Linked DNA regions of Zea mays: region 2 is linked to region 1. Evidence: chromatin contacts called from public Hi-C data. All regions are on one chromosome and are shown on one strand. Each heading gives the region's core, a stretch centred on a gene start, on an enhancer-like site or on the middle of the called end of the contact. The rest is flanking DNA. Distances are from core to core; before and after follow the strand shown. Region 1 holds the start of LOC100193855. Region 2 has its middle 84 kb from the start of LOC100381911.

Region 1 (2,769 bases), core at 215-2,714:
CGCCGACATTGTTTATCACCACCGATGCTTGTAGCGCAATTCTCCCCCACTGACCAAATGTGTCACCCATCAACCAGCCGTAGGATGTAATCTTGCCCTGGTGGCTGCACCTGACCAGCATGTCAATGGATGTCTCGGTGAGCAGTGCCACAAGGATGATCATTAGAATACCAGGTATAAGGCCTAGCATCTTGATACTCGCAGGCAGAGCCATGATTCCAGCTCCTACAATGGTTGTTGACAGATTGAAGACCGCGCCAGAGAAAGAAGCTCCGTCGAACTCATGAACTGCATCCTCCTCAGCTTTGATCGGGAGAAGAGGTGTGATCTCATCTTGCATCACTTTGTGCGGCACATTCCTTGATGACCCCATTTGTTTCACTCAACTGTGTGTGAGAAACTTCAGTTAGCACACTGGAACCATGGTCCTTGAATTGACATAACCTTTGCTAGTCATCTTCAACCATTATTTCTTGACTAGTTCTAAATTAGATGATCAACGCCAATGTGATTTCCCTATATATTAGGAAACTAGTAGTAACAACCACACAGTATGTTCCAGTGACTTTCAGATCACTATGGGGTGCTAATTTGAGCTTAGAAATCCATGCACATGACAACTCACATAAGTAAGGTATGCTAAGATCTGGTTTCTTTAATTCATAGAGCCACTTACTAATATACTCAACCACCATCTACTTATCTTATTATGCCCCTTAAATCCAAACAAGTTCACCAAATTTCCCTTCAAGAAAACAAAAGAAATGTTGGGATGCCAAACATATAATTCTAACAGCAGCTCTAAAAGATGAACACACGAGAGGAAGGAAAGAGCATACCTTTCAAGAACCCCGAATCTTTCCTCAACACGCGACCAAAACCCTGAACAAATACAGCAGCGCAAACTAAACCAAATACAGGACAACTTGTACTTGCAGAGGGAGGGAGCTCCCTCCTCGCCTCCGGTCTTCTTATAGGCGAACGGCAGACCGGGTAGGTGAGTGATATCAGAATATGATATAATATCTCTCTCCGCCTACCAAGAACTGTCCAAGGGCGATCTTGCCGCCCCGGTTCGCCGCGGCCCCGTCCCTTTCGAAGGAAAAGGCCCAACTTTCCAGCTCAGGTTGCGTCCCAATTCTGGCTTCCTTCCCTTCCGCAGGGGAGGATTGATGCCGATTGATGCCAGTGACGCGCCCGGTCTTTACTTCCCTTTTCTTTTTAAGTTTCCTTTAACTTGCCGGATTCGACTGCTCCTGTCCGGTTGCTTGCGGCGCTGCCTTTCTTGGACGGAAATAAAATGCGTGGCCGGACTGACCTTATCCACGGAGAGCGTCGGGCGGCGGCGGCGGCGGCGGCACACGACCGGTGACCTAGATAACGACGAGGGCGATATGTGGTCTGGCTGAGAGCGATGGATCTGCTGCAGAGTTCGGTGGAGACTGTGGCCCCGTTTCAATCTCACGAGTAACCATGTGAATTAAAATATTAAAGTTTAGATTGTTTGGACTACTCTAATAAAGTTTATTATATTAAAATAAAAAACACACATGTTCCTCGTACTGAGAGAATGGGATTTGAAGGTATGAGTGTAAAATAGGGTTCCTTGACCTACATTTAGCTCCTTTTAGGGTGTGTTTGGTTTAAGGTCAAAGTGGGATGAGGTAGGGTCATCCCTGATTTGGGGTAGGGTCATCCCTAATAGTCACCACTTTTTTTGTTTGGTAGAAGGGATGAACTTGGATGGAACCAACCCAGTTTTTGTTTGGATGCTGGTTGTCACTGGTTGATGGAACCAACCCAGTTTCAGCTTCACAAATGTTATTTGTTCTATAAACAGTGGTCAGTTCTCGCCTTTTCAGTTTATGAATAATACAAGAAGAGGGCGCAATATTTCATGTTAAACACAATATTACAATATAGTAATACAAAAAATCGAGCATACACCATTATAAAAACAGCATTTCAAAACAATATTTCAAACAGTACTTCAAAACAAACAAACTGAGCATACACTATTACAATGAATCTCAAAACCAGTATTTCAAAACAAACAAACCGAGCATCCGTGTTGGTCATAACAAACCCAGTATTTCGACATAGCAAAGCCAGTATTTCAGTCCCAATACTTGAAAACAAAGTATTGGCCATGGTTTACATAACAAAAGAACAACATAGTTCTAATTTCCACTTAACCTCCAGCATAGTCCTAATCACCGGTCCTCATAATCTAAGGAAAGGTCTCACTAACGAACCGAGCAAGCAAACTTATCTGATATGTCAATGGGAGAGTAGGGAACTGTCTTACCAATCCAGGATTTTTCACTAGATATGCAAAGTAAAAGGCCTTGTGTGTGTCATCAAAACCTGGAATACTTTGCAATGTTTGAAGCAAGTCAGGTGGTAGGTCATCTGAACCAGCTTTCTCAATAGTCATTGCAAGCCTTTTAGCACCATCTTTGAATGCTCCAATCAGCCCTGCCTCTTCATTACTAGTAACCTTTGCCTTTGTTGGGGGCCTTCCTCTTCCGAAGGTCCTCAAAAACTTAACTAACACGTTTTTCAGTATAACATAGATCATTATAGGAGACTTCGGCTTTGAGATGAAGGTGTGCATGGTATGAAGATGCAATCTGAACGAAGGACAAGTTAGCTCCGAAGTTGTGGCTGAAGGAGCTTCGGCTTAGCGTGATAGCGATGATAAAAGGAGAAACCGACCTAAAGGAGAAAATATTGTTTAGTCCTCGACGGTTTGCTTTATGGTCAACA
Region 2 (2,748 bases), core at 120-2,619, 200 kb after region 1:
TGATGTTTTTGTATGAGTTGCATATTAATGGGAATCTAATTATTCAAACCCTACTAGGATTTAAAATTTAAAAAGGAAAAATGTGAAAATTAAATCTAGAAAGAAAATTTTAATAAAGTCAACTACCCCTTCCCTAATTAAGCAAAAGGGAGAGAAAAAATAATATTATTGCAAAAAAGTAGAATTTATATTCCTATTAGATTCTATTATATATTTGCAAAACTAAAAATTCAAAGTCAGAATTCGAGTTTTGTTTGAATCTTTGATTTGGGAATAAAATATAAATTATATAAAAAAGAGAAGAAGCAGACAGCTGGGCCGCCACTCCACATTTTGGCCCAGTCATCTACCGCGCGCAGCCTAGCTCTTGTCTCCGAGCACCGGCGCCAACAGCCTGACCTACCTGACAGCCTCACAGGCCGTTCCTTCCGTGCCCGCATTTACAATGGCATCCGAGGCCCACGCGCCAGCCTCCTCTCTGTTGTGCAGTCACCGCCGGCTAGGCCCACTTGGCTGGTTGTCATCAACACCAGAGTTGGCGGAGCTCGCAACCACCTTCGTTGATGTTGTCAGAGCACTAGGTCAGCCCCAGATGGGTTCTTTGCTTCGTCCATGGGATATAAACCCCCCAAACCATCGTACTCCTAACTCCTCCATTCGAATCACACCCAGGAACATCGAGAGTCACGGTGAGGTCACCGTGCAGTGAGGGTATTGGGCCGTCGGAGTCACATCGCGTATTCTGTGTCATCAAGTTGTCAAACTCAGGATTGTGAGCTTCGTCGTGTCATGAGGAAATCGTCTGTGGCCTCGTCGGGCGGAGCAATCAATTGAGGATCCCGAAATTTCTCACCGGAGTCGTAGACTCGCGGTGGTGCCACTCGTCGCCGCGGACCAGGCCATCCCCTGCGTCAATTAACGGTAAGTGCAACCACGTCTAGTCCGTAATCTGCTGCACTTCATCTGGATCCGAGGGCCGGTTGGGGGTGCCTATGGCGCCGTTTAGGGTTGCTCGCCGGTGAGCCCCGCCGTGGAGAAGGGCGGTGGTGCGTTCCATCGCCACGGGGAGGAGAAGATAGTTGTCTACCATCCGTTTCGTAGTGGACGGATGAGATTAGATTGGGGTCTGTGATGGTTGGGACCATTGGTCTGGTGATGATCGGTTTGGGTTAGATGAAGGGAAGCATTTTACGCAGATGAATCTGAGTCATTTGATCTAAATCAAACGAGTAGAATCAGATCTCTAGTGTTTAAAATCCACATCATTGATATCGACGTGTGGTATTGCATACCGGTTCATCCACGTATTAGTCTAATCTGGAGCGTTGAACTCAGATCGGATGGCCGATCTGCGTCCGCCACTCTGTAACCAGCTCTATTTTGCAGTTGAGCCCTCGGGAAAATGCAAATCAACCCGCCGTCCACGCTAGAGTGAAGAAGTGTAGCGGCTTCGTCCTTAGGTTTATGAAAAAGACCCTTCGCTTTCACAATATTATGTCCGCAGTCCAGAACCGTTTAAATTATTCAGGAATAAAACAGAAAATGATTTCTAGTATAAAAATAATTCCAGAAACTTATTTAATTCATAACTAATTCATTTTAACTTCTTTTTGACCCATTCCAGTTGCATTAATTTCATATTAATATTGTTTATCATATGGTAACCCTGTTTTGTCATGAAACATAGATTAAAATTATGCACTTAATTTATTCTATATCATACACTTAAAACTTCGGAAAATCATAATTCATTAACCGTAACTCCGAATTTAGTGGTTCTCGAACCTGTGATCTCGTTATGATACATAAAATATTATCATGGATTATGTTCTAATGTTTGGTGTAATGTTAATTTCTCCTATAACATGTCTGTTTGTATTTTTGCGAGTAGACGAGCAAGCAACCGAGGAGACAGGTGCTCAGCAGGTGGAAAATACTGAGCAGGAACTCGTTGAAGGCAAGTTATGCCCTTGACCACTTTTATTTACCCAATAATGTTCTCTATAATCACTTTGGCATGTTTAGGCTTAATTTTGATGGGACCCAATAGGTCACCCTAGTCTTCTTTATCTTGTGCCTTGATCACCACTGAACTTTTGAGTAGTCCTGCTATTGCTATATGTGGTTTTGGGTGTTGAGATAAATTTTACACATGATCATTCTTTATTATTACTATTGATTATTTATTGTTAATGATAAGATTACTGTGTTAATTGGAACATGAAGAACCACCCGGGAAAACAGTGCTACCACAAGGGTGGAATGGGCACCCTTGGCTAGGTAATTAGGAAAGCTAGGGAGAAATTACCTTACCTAAAAGGGGCAAGAGGGGAGGCGTCGCTGCAGCGTATAGGGAGGTTCTTGGGTCGGACTGTCTATCTAGCTTTCTGGAAGGGGGATTCCTATGCTTCCTTCTTCCTGAATCCGTAGCGGGTTTTCTCAAACTAGTGGAACTTTGGAAAGACCTTTAAGTGCCCCTGCCTTGTCTCCTCGATAGAGATGAATGGGACTTCTGGACCCCTTGGCAAATGGGTAGCATGGCTTGTGGGTAAAGATGCGCAACCTCTGTAGAGTGTAAAACTGGTATATCAGTCGTGCTCACAGTCATGAGCGGCTCGGACACTCACATGATTAATTTATGGAAGTAAATTTAATTTGTCATTTGCATCACATGGTGGTTTAGTATTAATTTTGATCTACTATTACCTTGGGTTGGTATACACTTACATTTAGTAACTGCTAATAAAA

The links. Hi-C and Micro-C count contacts between places; a contact is called where the count stands out from the background.
Region 2: a Hi-C map of ear shows a contact between it and region 1, with 2.3 times the contacts expected there. The contact joins the enhancer-like site here to the promoter of LOC100193855 in region 1. A contact is called at or near these places in 2 of 25 Hi-C or Micro-C datasets (ear and leaf).

The regions. Positions count from the first base shown.
Region 1 is chr5:103,529,583-103,532,351 of Zm-B73-REFERENCE-NAM-5.0, forward strand. It overlaps LOC100193855, which reads right to left and starts at 1,465. Exons shown (of 6, transcript NM_001359306.1): 1 at 840-1,465; 2 at 1-386. The coding sequence starts at 373.
Region 2 is chr5:103,727,257-103,730,004 of Zm-B73-REFERENCE-NAM-5.0, forward strand. No RefSeq gene overlaps it. Among protein-coding and RNA genes, the nearest start is that of LOC100381911, 84 kb to the left of the region's middle. Within about 2 kb of position 1,370, at least 17 of the 20 cell types and tissues checked have an H3K27ac peak or open chromatin away from gene starts, as enhancers often do. A contact at or near this core is called in ear and leaf, where this site is marked.